Regions from separate parts of the Anas platyrhynchos genome. Here region 1 is linked to region 2. A link is a contact called in public Hi-C data. All regions are on one chromosome and are shown on one strand. Each heading gives the region's core, a stretch centred on a gene start, on an enhancer-like site or on the middle of the called end of the contact. The rest is flanking DNA. Distances are from core to core; before and after follow the strand shown. Region 1 has its middle 240 kb from the start of TRNAS-GCU. Region 2 has its middle 82 kb from the start of TRNAS-GCU.

The links. A called contact is a pair of places that touch in the nucleus more often than the background predicts.
Region 1: a contact with region 2 is called in a Hi-C map of subcutaneous adipose tissue, with 2.1 times the contacts expected there. The contact joins two enhancer-like sites. A contact is called at or near these places in 2 of 8 Hi-C or Micro-C datasets (F5 follicle and subcutaneous adipose tissue).

What each region holds. Positions count from the first base shown.
Region 1 is chr3:41,432,006-41,438,897 of IASCAAS_PekinDuck_T2T, forward strand. No RefSeq gene overlaps it. Among named protein-coding and RNA genes, the nearest start is that of TRNAS-GCU, 240 kb to the left of the region's middle. Within about 2 kb of position 5,571, at least 2 of the 8 cell types and tissues checked have an H3K27ac peak or open chromatin away from gene starts, as enhancers often do. A contact at or near this core is called in subcutaneous adipose tissue, where this site is marked.
Region 2 is chr3:41,277,451-41,284,378 of IASCAAS_PekinDuck_T2T, forward strand. No RefSeq gene overlaps it. Among named protein-coding and RNA genes, the nearest start is that of TRNAS-GCU, 82 kb to the left of the region's middle. Within about 2 kb of position 5,636, at least 1 of the 8 cell types and tissues checked has an H3K27ac peak or open chromatin away from gene starts, as enhancers often do. A contact at or near this core is called in subcutaneous adipose tissue, where this site is marked.

The DNA of each region.
Region 1 (6,892 bases), core at 4,321-6,820, 150 kb after region 2:
ACACCTGGAAACAAAGGAACATGGTGAACTGGCCACAGTCTACAGCAGTCTGCAGGGCACATTTGTGTCCAAAATAGGCAGCCTAATCCTGACCAATGCTGACCCAGGATGTTCATGGCATGATTTTTGACAGTCTGCATCTTGAATATTCTAAATCCATGAAGTCTTCCTCCCTATTGCACAGTCTGTACTAAGAATAAATCTCCCATCCCCTGTCAGAGGAATTTTCTTTAGAGTGCACTAAGACAACCAAAGGAACAAGAAGGTGTGATGTATCTTTCCTGTGGAACACATAAATGAATCTTCATCCAAGGACAATATGTAAAATAAAGTACAGCACGAGATTACAAACTGGTGTCAATCTGGTTAGAGCTCTTTTAGATAAAGCACCATAATCTACAAGCTGATTTTATCCCGGCTAGAGACCTGGTCCAACATGTTTCAGGCAATTCTCCCCTCCTTCTTCCCTTTCTCTCCTTCTCTTTCTCCCTTTCCCTCTGACACTCACATGCCCTCACTCTCTCAGTTGTGGAGCAAGTGGAGGGCTTTCATTTTGTACGTGTACACGTCACCATCCTGCCAAGCTGCCCGCGTCCCAGCCCCTTGGCCATGTCCAGGCCACCAGCCCCTTGCATCACATCTGAAAGAATGTCGCCTGTGAGGCAGAAATTCCCACCATGAGAATCGCTCCTCTGTGTCGCACAACAAAGGCCACCGCATTGTCTTGGTGTTAAGCGGGTGTTAAAATGCGCATATGTTGCCAGAGCTATTGCATAGGAGGGTCCATTTAGGAAGCAGTGGTTTTTCACTACCAGTGCCTGCCCTGAATCCGCTCATATTAGCACATTAGCACACATGCGGGCTTTCTTATCAGATTAGCTACAGTTGTCACAGATTAGTTCACCCTGTGAAGGAGCCGCAAAGGTACCTTTGACCATTCATTCAAAAGAGCCAGAAAGTTTTTTTTTTTTTTCTTCAACCATCAGAGTGCAAATTAAAGGGAAAATATTTCTTTCTGTCTGCCTCCCTCTCTCCCTCTCTTATTTTGGTAACAGGATAATCAAAGGATAGATGTTAGGTTAGGCTAAACAGAAAGACATTAATGAATACCTAATATTCACCTAGAAGATAATTATTTTAACCTGTTAAAAACATTGCTGTATTTCATTTCCTCACCAGCAACAGTACTCTGTTGTTGAGATATAACCTTTCTGAAGCCAAGAAGTTGCTCTTTTATGTTTCTCTCTCTCTTTCTCTCTCTCTCTTCTCCTTCTCCTGTTTATTACAACTAATTTACAGTGTGATTCAGTGATTGCTGTTCTGCAGATTGGGGGTGGTGGAGAGGAAGACTTGCTAGCAGCTCTTTGCATTATTTCTTTTACCCATCTTGCTCCTTAAAATTTTGTGATAGCTGACAAAGTAAGCAATGACTGAAAATACCTTGGGCATGGTTTGCAGTCTATGCAGGCATCAAGACTGAGCCTAGAGAGGACGTGACACCTTGTCCTTGTAGTGACAACTGAGATTTTGGCAGACGTCTCTGAGTTAACTCGGTGGTAAAGGAGGCCTATATAGTTACGAAAACATATAGCTGAAATAGCTGGTTAACATTCACACCTTTGGCATTAAAAAATGGAAGGAAACTGTGATGAGGAAGGAATGCATCAATTCCTTACACCTTGGTGCTTTCTAGCACAGGTGTTCCACATTCTTGCTGCCAGGTATAACATTACTCTGCTCAGTTTGAGCTTGCCTGCGAGCCACAGAAGAAGAATTAGAGGGTAGTGTTGGTCCTTCTAATGCCTTTTGTGGATTAACTGTGTTGCCTGTGTATGGCAGACAGTGGGCAACTCCAAGACAAAAGCATTGGTCCAGGACTGACGTTCCCTTTGTTACACAGGTAGACTATGAAATTAGACCTGCAGTCTCTACTCTGTCTAATGCAGAATATTTTCTCTAGGAAATAAGAAAAAATCAAGAACTGAACTGTTTTTTGTTTGCTTTTGTTTTATCTCTCTCCTGATAATAGGTTACCAAACTGTGTTATCATTAGTAGGGCTTCAACTGGTAGTTCTTCATTCAGCTTCTTCCATAAATACTGGAGCACAATCTGAGCAATACTGTTTATCAGTCTGTTTTTCCATGCAGGCCTAAACCTGGCTTGCTCAATGTGCTCTGTTGGTAAACAGTAGGAAGCACAATAGATCATTTGTAAGGGCACTAGGGTATTAACAGGGTTGGAGTTTCAGTACTTCTAAGCAAACAGCCTAGCTGTGTGCTCTCGAGTGCATGTAATCATATGCTTCTAGGACTACAGGCTTAAAGCACGGCCTTCTTGATCTTGGAATAATTTTGGACAGTGAAGCCCTGAAATACTTCCAATCTAATTCTGACTCACTTTGAAGATCCTGTCGCCATGCAGCAATGTTTCTATTGCAGCCATTTTTTAGAAGTCAATACTATATTGTTTTCATATCATAGCCATTTCTTATAGATGTGGCACTGTGAAGGATGAGACAAAACCATCCCTTAGAGTCCAGTGTGAAGGAAACCTATGCCACTGAAAGTGGCTACCAGCTCGAAGTTATAAACAACTTCAATTTATGATCAAGATAGTGAGGCAACAGCAAAGTAAGGAAGGCATACATAAAAGAAGTAAGTAATCACACCCTGCTTTTGCCTTAAGTTGTTGCGTCTCATTAGTCAATGAAAGCAGTCACAATACTATAAAGCTACCAGAGGAGTTCATTGTGACATCTGTTTCTTCTTTTGTCAGATAGGATGGTAAAACCTTACAATATTGATTTCCTGTGTTGTTTTGTGATAAAAAGCATCCCATGTTTATATTTTTATATTTCCACATGTACCTAATTCAGTATGGTCATTTTAAGTTTCTATGTTTCATAATACATATATGTATCTATATATATGGTGTTAACTGATCTGTTCCAGTTTTGAATTTATCTTCTGAAAGGGTATGATACAACAAATGATGCTGAAAGTAGAACTGCAGTTCTTGAAATGATTATTTCCCTGTTAATCTAGAAATGATTTTCCGTTTCTGTGATTTTTTTCACTCCTCCACTGACACTCTTCAGATGTACTCGCTGTGAGTCTCTGTAGTTTACACATTGACTTCAGTCATTAGTCTAAAGCTAGCAAAGACTTTTTTTTTTTTTTTTTTTTTGATCCTTTCTTCTTTATCCCAAAGCAAGGAAATGCCTTCGGAGCTAAAGGTCTAAATACACGGTAATTACATATTTTTATCTTCCTCCATACTTCTTTTTTTTTTTTTTTTCCTCTTTAAATAAGTATATAGGTGTCTGGTTCAGAATATCAATCTTTTGTTTTCATTAACTCTTATTGTGTTGTCTCAAGTGTCACCTGTCTTGCCAGTGTAAGTAAAGAGTCCTATTTCAAAAGATTCTGTTGAATGTGAAAATGATGATTTTTACAGTCACTCTTCACTTGATGAAGTTAAGTAAGTGTTTTCTGCAGCAATGAGTTTTGGTGCTGAGGATGTCAGTGAATCTTGTTTCAAATCCAAACAGTAATATTCTATGCCCCTAAAGCAAAATTTAACCTCAGTCTGCTAAATGTTTGATTTTGAATCCAAATGATAAAACAGTCTATCTTGCTTTCCTTGGGCAAAAGAAATGAATTCAGACCTGTGACATTTTATGCTTTGATTCTTTTAAGTCCCTGGTAGCTAACCCTGCACCTCATTTCTCTACTGCATTATGGCTCTCTCCCCTTCCACGTTGTCAAAGCCTGATCTGTGAGCTGCCAATAGAGGGAGTCATGTGGGGTCAGAAAACAGTGGGGATGCATTGCCATTGGGAAAGGAGATGGAGATCTGCTGCCTGCTGCGATCTATGCATGGAGGAAGAGCAGGGCAGCACAGCATGCTCTCTGGCAGGAGCCAAGCACCACTGACTCCCTCCCCCGACCCTGTCATCTACCCACTTGTTTTTGTCACCTCAAGCGGTCCAGCATGCTGGGAGAGAAGCAACTTGACACGTCTGTATGACACACAGTTTTGACCCTTCAGTTCCTTGATGCCGCTTAAAGAGGGACCGTCGTGACTTTGGTCATTTTATGCCCTAGTTAACAGCAACACACAATTTTCTCTGAAATATCCATGCATGTTTAAAAACCTATTTCTATCAAAATATCAATGACATGATTTTGAATATTTTGAGTTGCTTGTACTTGTTTGGACAAGCATCTTCTCCTTGCTTTAAGTTACTGTATTGAACTCACCCTTGACCAAGTATGAATAGTAAATTATTTTACATACAGGAGAGCTGCTTTTCTTAAAACAAGCCTTTCCCATGCTGATGAACTCCTGCAAACTTGATGGGTGCTGACCTGGTCTGGAGAGCCTTGTTCTAATTTATAATGTTGATTATTGTGAGAATACTGCCTACGCAAGTCTTGACGCTTGGTGTGCAGATTTGCATTCCAATACTCAGAGTGCTCTGTACGGGTGCACAGGGCTGGTATGAGGGCTGGCTCTCAGAGCACAATGGGAATTATGGATGTGTGTCTCTGGGCCAACAATTATTTCCATGTGCTTCCTAAATGAGCACAGAAGAGGGAAGACTTTCCTCTTGTTTAGTCTCTATCACTGTCTTTGGTGCTGTATTGAATTTTAATACAAACCTCCCTGCCACTATCTCAGCCCAACCCTGTTAGATATTTGCCTGGCTTTCATTATAACTCCAGTGCATGAATAGCTAGCTGTAAGTTCACAAGGCTGGAGGGCATCTTCTAGCTGAAGCTGTAATCTTTGGTAAATAACTTGCTGCAGTTTTAGAAGTGTTAAAAGTAACCAAGCACTTAATGAATGAGTACCTAAACAATAGTTAGGCAAACTACTCCCACCATTCCTTTTTGCTTGTAGAAGTAAATAAATGGTGAATGTTTTTTCAATCACTATATATTGTTGGCAGCTCACACTCCCTTTCATACATGTAGAGGTTCACAGGGCTAAAGAATATCATATGAGTGTATAGTGCCCTGAGAAGCAGTATACACTAGTATAGTCCTGCCAGAATAGACTGGACTACAGAAATAATACCATCAGAGCAGCAGCAGGCTTAGTCACATAATGTTCTTCTATATAGTCTGGACTTCTTGTTTTCATTTCACTTTCATTTGTTTTCGAGACAAAAAAGGAATCCCTTGGGGGAAGAGGCTTCCAAGCTTATTGCTTGACCAAAATTAGCTGCCTCCAACATCAGTGGTCTTTATTAACAAGAGCTTTGACTTTTTTTCTTTTTCTGCATGTAACATTGACATTGGCACTTCTGTTCAGCCACAGAACTAGTACTAAACAGGTCCTGATGCAGGGCAGCAGACATTCTCATGTTGTTTTTCTGATGAGTTGTGGTGTCATCCACTGCAGACTATCCCTAGGGTTAATATATAAATCACCCTATACAGTCATAAATATCCAAGACTCTGACCTTTGGCTGCCCAGTTAGGTATCACTCTATGGTGTGTAGCTGCTATTTTAGGAAATAGCTTGAGATCACCAAATTGTTTTTCACAGGGAAGCAACAAACATTTGCCCTTACAGGCTGTACTCTAAATTAAAATCTGTGGTCTGTATCAGGAACCAAGGCAGCTACAGTATGGATGGGGAAAGGGAACAAGTGGTAAATACCGCTCCTGCTGCACTGGACTGCTTAGTTCAGCTTGTTACTGATCCAGCTGCCCCAGACATCTAATTCCAGTACACTGTTCTGAAAAGACCCAGTGAACTCCCAATAAAACTGCAGTGAGGAAAATACTCCCTGCACATACAGAGCAACTTCTTAAAACTGTATCTTCATATCCTTATGCAGTTTATCAGTGTGATACACTGTCTCTGTTGCTTTTTCTGCTGAGCTATATGAACGGCAGTCTGGGTTCCCGAAACAGCAAGTAAAATACTTTGTCTATAAGGTCACTTTTCTTATCACATATGGTGTTGCAAGGAAATTTCCAACTTAGTTTCAAAATAGGTTTGGCAGAACATAAGATTCAAACCAAGAAAGCCTCCTCCTCCTTTTCCCAGCTTCTGTCAACACCCCATCAAGGGGCGGCAACCTAAACCCAGCTCATATGAAGTTGGCTAGCTTTTTTTTGGTATTTTTTATTTTTATTTTTTTATTTCTACAGGGACAAAAGCAGCCTTCATCCTCCACTTCATTCCTGCAGTAACTGAGGTCTAGAAACTCTCTTCTGAGGTGCATCTCATAATCTAGATTTTTGCTTTCAGTTCTTGTGTTAGGCATGCAGCATATATTTCAGTTTAAACAAACACTGCTTCCAACATGCCTAGCCTGTTCTTTTGACACAATTTCTTGAACAGGATTTTACTTGTCAGCTAGCTGACAAAAGATTGGAGAAAAGACAAATCTTCGTTTGGACAAGCTCTATTGTAGTAGTTACTTATAGTGGAGACCTTTGTAATAACCAGCTTTTGTTTTTCTCATACTATATCTCATGTGTTTTGCTGGAAATTTGTCCTTAGAGTTTTTCTGTGGGTCTGAGTTTGTGTCAAAAATAGAAACAGTGACATAAATAGTGTTCTGTATCCCATTTCCTGTCTTTGAAAATCACTACAGACTGCAGATTCAGCAACAGGTATATCTAGGACAGGTACCCATCATTCCACCTATGGATTCGGTCATGAACAAATAGCAAATAAAACCTCATGAAAGGTCACTGATCATGTGCCTCTTCTTACCCAGCAGGCAGCTGTATTTGGATACCAATGCTGGATCCATGAGCCTTGAAATATCCCTGGCCCTACCTAGTCAGATTCAAGTAGTTTTCTTTGGCTTTTCAAAGGCTTTTTGAAGATTGCCTTTTTTCCTCCCTAGACTTCAGGCATGCTACT
Region 2 (6,928 bases), core at 4,386-6,885:
TTCAGACTTTCAAAATCCTGGGAGTTACAATAGTGATCTTAAGCAATATTGCCAATATTTCTTCATCCTGGGGCTCTGTTACCCCACTCAAAGAGCTATCAGATGTTGTGCCCTGCAAAGCCTGCCTTTGGGCCTCTGAGGCTGTGGATGGTCTCCTGTGCTGTTTCCTTGGGAGATAGGGCAGTTTGCAGGTAGAGTTACGTGCTGTAAAAGTCAGTTGCCAGCTATCTTTCGGCTGCAGGAACCTGTTCCAGATATTTCTTTGGTTTTCTTTGGCTGTCAGCTGCCTGCTCTCAGCCTGCAGCTCTGTCTTCATTCCCTTCAGCGCTGGGCTTGCTGCGTTCCCGTCTCTGAGAGGAAGAATCTCCTGGTGCTATTTGGCTTCCAAACTATTTACACTGAAACATCCTTGTAGAAATGGAAAGAAGCAAAGGTCACGTTAACAGCCCCGTGTTAAAGGTCAGCAATACCATGGTAACATTAGAAATCCATCCAGCTGCCTGCAGACAAGTTGAACCCCTTCTGAATAGGAAATAACCCAAATAAACAGGGAGGTAGATAAAAAGCAGCATCTTAGCCCTGAGCCACGTGTCAAGTGGAAACCTAACTTTCGAGAGCTTGTGGGGTATTTCCTATGTCTAACTTTGAACTCTGTTGCTCAAAATACAAAACCGTAGCAAATAGTCAGAGAAATAACTGCCTTGTAAATGCTCTGCCTCTCAACCTGAGGCTTTTTTTTTTTTTTTTTTTTTTTTTTTTTTTTTTTTACTGCAAGCATGTAGTGCAGCCAAGTGTTGTTTAGTATCCTTCCTGTGCCTTAAAGTGTGATTTTTATGGGTGACGTTATGTTTATGGGTCTTTGTTCATCTTCAGCCTCATGTACCCCACTGCTGCTTCCTCTGAGGCTTTGCCGCCACACCGCAGGGTGTTAATTTCCTGTTTTGAGTCTGTCACAGACAAATTCAGGGCCTCGATTAAAACACAACACACACAGATACATGCTGCTGACAAAGGCACTAATAAAACTCTAAAGTTTAAAGGTGGCCCTGGTGTTTCCTCACTGAGCAGCATGGGGACCTTTCACCTCTCGGAGACACGCTGTTTGCAAAGGTTTCTTTTCTTTTTAATTAGGGCTTGCCTGAATGAGTTTTTTTGCAAGCTGCTCTAGCATTTGGTGTGTTGGGTTTATGGATGTATTGACTATGTAACATGCACACAGCTCGCTTGAGCTTTGGGAAAAAGAATACAAGTCAGCCTCATGAAAGTTACAGGAACTGAAAGGAAGAAAAAAGCTTAAACAGAAAATGTGTTGGTTATAGTGATGGGCCTAGTATGTATGGTCTCTGCAAGGCATGCACATGGGCATCTGTATTGCCTGACCTTCTCTCTTCATTGAGCAGACAGGGATATCTGTGGGGGTTTTAAGCCAGCTTTTCCTTGCTTTTGTAAAAATCCATCCTTCTGTGCTTACATCTAGCAGTGGAAGACTTGCAAAAACCATCCCTAGGCACAAATTTGTACAGCTCTTTTTTCCCCTTGTTCATGTAGTGCAATTTTAAGTGTCTTAGCTCGCTTATTTTGAGACTAGCCTGTATGGTCACAGATCAAACAAGCAAAAAAGAGTTTCCTGTTATTACGTATGTTTTTTTTTCTCCTTTTCAATTTGTTGTAGTGTTTCTTGTGCTTGTAAAAGCCTTTGCTCCTTTAATGTATGCATGTTTGCAAGTGTTGCATTTCTTCTTCACTTGCATTTCTTCTAATGGAGGCCTTCCTATTCTCGTGCAGTGTTGGGATCTTTTTTCTTTCTTTCCAGTAAATTTCTCTTCCTTTTTTTTTTTTTTTTTTTTTGTCCTAAAGAATGTTAATGCTAACGATGTTTTCAAACCTGACATTTCTTAACTAGTCATTCTGATCAGTTACTACTAGTTTGCATGTCTGCTAGAGCAACTCAGAAAGGCAAATACCTCCCCATAGTAACCTCATAATCAAGAGGGAAACTCGAGTTTCTGATCTTTCTGAAGAGGGGTCTCTTGCAGTATAGCTAATTAAAATTTAACTATAACTGGGCTAATTATATCTGGAGAGCAAACTTTGCAGCCTGATTTCTTGCAGTTGCAGTTGTGCTCCTCTCCTCCGTAACAAAGGAAATACCAGCCATGTGTTCTTCAGAGCTGTCAGGTACGAGAGGTCATTGAAGTCCTGTGTGGATGTGAGAATCACTGTAGGCCTGATGCATGGAGAGTTCACACACTGCAGGTACTGCATGTCACCTTGTGCACGTTGCTTTCTGGGGTGGAGGAAGCTGGTCTCAAACTGCACATTTCCTCTGCCTTCCTGCTGCAATGTTTCTGCAACTTGGGTACATAGCCTTACACTGTGCCTGGTGGTCTCCTGGACACACTCTGTAAATACTTTATCACAGTGGAAGGAAGAAATTACAGCTTACAGCTGCAATTTTCTAATTCCTCTTATCTGCCCAGTCAGTTTATAGTACATAGCTGGGGGGGCAGGAAAGGTGGTCTGAGTCACACCCTCAGTAGTGGGATGAGCGATGTGTGGTACCTTTAAAGACAGTCACCTTGCCAGACTCTGTGGAACAAGGCTAAATGCATTATTTAAGCAAACTGTTGGAGGCTGTAGGTTTTTATGTGGGTTGGAATGAATCTTAATCTAATCTTTGAGCTACTCGATGTTCTCCTTCATTTACTTTTTGACCACCTGTGTTTTTTCTCCAAGTCATTGCCTCTTCATCTCTGCTCAGTTTGCTTTTCTCTTTAGCATTGTCATCTCTTCCTCCCCATTTAACTTATCTTATTCCATCTAGATAGTCACCAAGGAGGAGAAAAACCACAAAGCACAAAAAAAACTCTTACAAAAGTTGAATATGCCAGTGTTCCTAGGTATTGATGGATTTTTGGTGCCCCAAATGTGATTATTCAGAGTTAAAAGTTGATATATTTGTTAGTACAGACTATGTTCCACATAAAGGGAAGCAAAAAAGGGAGCTAGGAACGCTGTACTACTTCTCCAAGGCTCAGGGCTTAGCTGCTGAAACAAACTAAGAATTCCAGTTCTGAAAATCAACTTCCAGCTTAGAAAACCTTGGCTCACAAGTAAGTCTAAGTGCAGAAAGACCTTTGGTGCTGCTAGCTCTTCACAAAACACCACAAAAGGTGGCATAATCTGATATGTAGGCATTTCCCCTGTGTAGAGAGAATCTCAGATGAAGTGTGGTGTGACAGCTCTGTGCTCCACAAGCTGTAACTGGAAGGGTGGGGGATGAAATGCTACTACAAACCTCAGGGCTAAGTTAGAGCATTCATAAGGCATCCCTAACTCTCCCTGAGGGTGGGTTCAGTGCATTTTAAAACTCTCTTGTCTTTACTTTACAGGAGCCCATTTCTGCTTTCAGAATGTGTCATTGTTGCTTGCTATGGCTGAGTTGACCTAAGGATTGGTAGGAGAATTAAGCTGTAAGTCTTCTGAGGCAGCAATTCTTTGTTTGACTCTGCACTATATAAACATCAATATGGGTGGTAGCTCATAAATGAGACCTAGGCACGCCTGCTATATGTATGATACAAGTGTTAGATGAATGTTCTGCATTGTTCAGTCTTTTCTATTCTGAAATTGTACATTCTTCATTGGTCATGCCTTCAAGGCTTCATCTATGGGGTATAGTACTTTCGTAGTGATAAGCTTTTTTTTTTTTAATTATTTTAAAGCTGGATGTTAACATAGCAATAGCAGTCACTATATAGGTGGGATGAGCTGTGGGATGAGAAATGTGAATCATGTTTTAAATGAGTTAAGTGTGATGCATTCCATATGCAGAATTGTATATGTTTCTCTGCATTATGAGTAAGACACAGATCTCATGCAAGTCATGGGTTCTGTGTATTTAGCAAAACATCTGTGACTTCTGACCTTCCCAGGCTTGTGTGCATATGAGTGAGTGCACTGGTGTGATCACAAATTGTGGAACAAACTTCACTGAGAATAACAGAATAAATCTTGGAATGCATGAGGAAGGTGGGGGCCAGTGGCAATGTGGGGTGACACAAAAGACCAGACCAATTTCCCAAGGCATTGAGTTTTTCAGCTAGTCCAACTGAAATCTAGGCATAGTCAGGGTTTCTCAATTTTCCGAGTTATGCAGCTGATGTTAAAGTTATCCATGTGCAAGAACAATATGAAAGCAATGCATTGAGACAGTTCCAAGCAGCTTTATATTAAAATCATACCTAGCAGAAGCCATCTGCAATGCACTCACTATTGACTAACCTGTGAAACAGACCTGTGAGTGTTTGCTGCCTGTGTGAGAGACACAGAATGAAGCAGCATTGTTGAAGTCCTCTAATTTTGCTCCCAATAGTGAGGCATTAACAAATTCCGTAAGTGCCAAAGGTGTTTCTTTATTCTGAACTAAGTTTAACTGCTCTTTGCACTTGGATCCTTGCCTTGCTTGTCTCCTAGATACTCAGAGCTGCACTTTTCCTCTTGCTGTCCAAGACTGCACATTCTTTCTCTTACAGTCCTTTCCCTGTCTTTCTTTTTTCTTTTTCTTTTTTTTTTTTTTTTTTCTTTCTAGGTTAAAGCTCTTTAATTTTGTCCTCTTCTGTTTCTGCTCTCCTCTCACTTATTTGTAACCCAGCCCAGCCACCTCTTTTACAGCTTGTCTTTATGCTTCTATTTGTAGCACTTTACCTATTTCAGTGTGTGGTGGTCATGCTTTCCTACTAAATTCTTTCCTGATGTTGTCCTTTTTTGTTTTGCCCAGGAGCCTCCAGTATGGGTCTGTTGAAGGGAAATTGCTACCACTCCCCGGTGTGAAGCAAAACAAAACCCCCACAAAATCTGAACAAAAAAACTAAACAGAATAGCTCCCTCATATCACCTCTGCAGAGAGCTCTGCACCAAACTCCCCAGAAAAGGGAAGTGTCTGCTATGGTGTTTAGACAAAAACATTGATTACTAAATGTTTCAGATCTGATCGCAGCTCTGCCACAATTACATCAGGAAAGGCACAGTCTTAAGTTGCTGTGATTGCAACAGGTTAGTTGATAGATTGTGAGACTTCTGTCATTCTGAGGTGAATGACTAGTAATAAGTCTTAAAACTTGGCTAATGTGTAGCACAGCTGCCAGGGTTGCTCTGCCTGTATACTACAAGAATACTACTGGGGTTGCCTTATGCTCTTTCTATCCATTTGTAGCTTGCAAGCTGAATTTTACAAAACATTGTTTTGTAGCAGTCTAAATAGTACTGCAAGGTGCCAGAAAAGGAGATTTGGTGCCAGGAAAATCACTGAATTTACAGATCAAATCCACTGAGCTCTAGTTTTTCATGGGTTGTCTCCTTGATCACAAGCGCACTGAAGAAGGGTTACAACTGCTTTTCTAGAAGCTAGAGGAAAAGAGACCCTAAAATGATTTGATTTTTTTTTTTTTTTTAAGAAAATTTCATAGTCCCTATTGTAATCTGGTATGATGCGAAAAAGGTTGCAACCCCCCCCAAATTCACATGTTATGGCCCCCAGACTGGAGACAGCTGTAGAGCTGTTAAAGGATACTTGATAAAGCCCAGTCAAAATGTTGCCAATATTGCTATGGCAGGAGTCACTAGATGGCAACATTACCTGTACTCTTACAAATACATGTGTGTGAGCATTGTTCAGCCTTTTGAAGAAATGTCTTGTTTTGTGGATCTCTTATGCAGGAGCATGGGAAGCAGTCAGGGTGAGGCTGTTTCTCCTTCCAAATACTATCTGAATGGGAAGATTTCTTGAATGTTGTTAGCTGTGTGTTATTCTGGCTGCGAACAGGATGTCAAATAAGTATCTCTAATGGTATATCCACCAATTTGTTTGTTACTGTGCCGGAAGTAAATGGTGATTTGAGAGAGTGCATGTGTCCTACTCAGCTGTGCCTGCTGTCTGTAGGGATGCTGTAGTGGGGAGGGGATGGGAGGGAGCAGTCCACTGGAGGTGTTTCAGTAGTATGCACCTAGATCTGCCAGCAAACGTGAATTAAGACCCCTTTTAATGCTTTGCCTGGAAGCCATACAGCAAGGGCTTTACATCTGCTACCACTCAGAGAAGCTGAGTGTCCCCCTTCATTTTGGACTCTGCGGGTTTTGCACGTGGCTCCAATTTCATGTGAAGTTGTTTTTAGGTATGCAGCATACAGTTTGTGGTAATCTCACAAAAGAAATTTGTTAACGGATTCTTCAGGATTTTAATACTTCTGTGAGAAGTATGCTGAAGAGTAATGCTTGAGACCTATTTGTTAATAGCTGATTGAGAAATTGGCTAGGTAGGTAGTATGATTAATAAACAAGAGTGCTGGACTTGGCTCATTTTGACTCCATTTTCCTCCAGCAATAGCTTAACAATGTTTTAAAAATTCATATTTTAATTGACAAAACTATGGCAGATTCATGCAGGGTTATCTGGAAATCACAGAACTGTTCAAGTATGCAAAGAAGTGTTGCCTTCTTTGCCTTTCTCTGCTGCAGATGTTGTTTCTATTCCTAACCAGTGCTTTGACTGAAACCTCATAGAAAAAATCTTAGGGGGACCCCAATTCAGAAAAGTCTTGATGCAGTTAATTATTTCCTCTTAATTTACACTTGAATGCAAAATAACAACTAACAGATTCCTAAGAGTAAATGCAAAATGAACCAAAACTTCCCCTAACGAACTGTTATTAAAATAATACATCTGGGGGATTTTTTTTTTTTAAAGTGAAAACTTTAACAAATAAAAGGAAATATTTGGAATAGATGAGTAGTTTTCCTTCTATCCATTCTGTTGAATGCTTCCCACTGCAATGAGAACGCTTGTAATTCTTGTTCTTGCAGCTACGTATTCTGCCAGGCTCCCATGTGGGACAGTTTTTCTCTCAGCTCAATATGCAGAGTAAGTGTA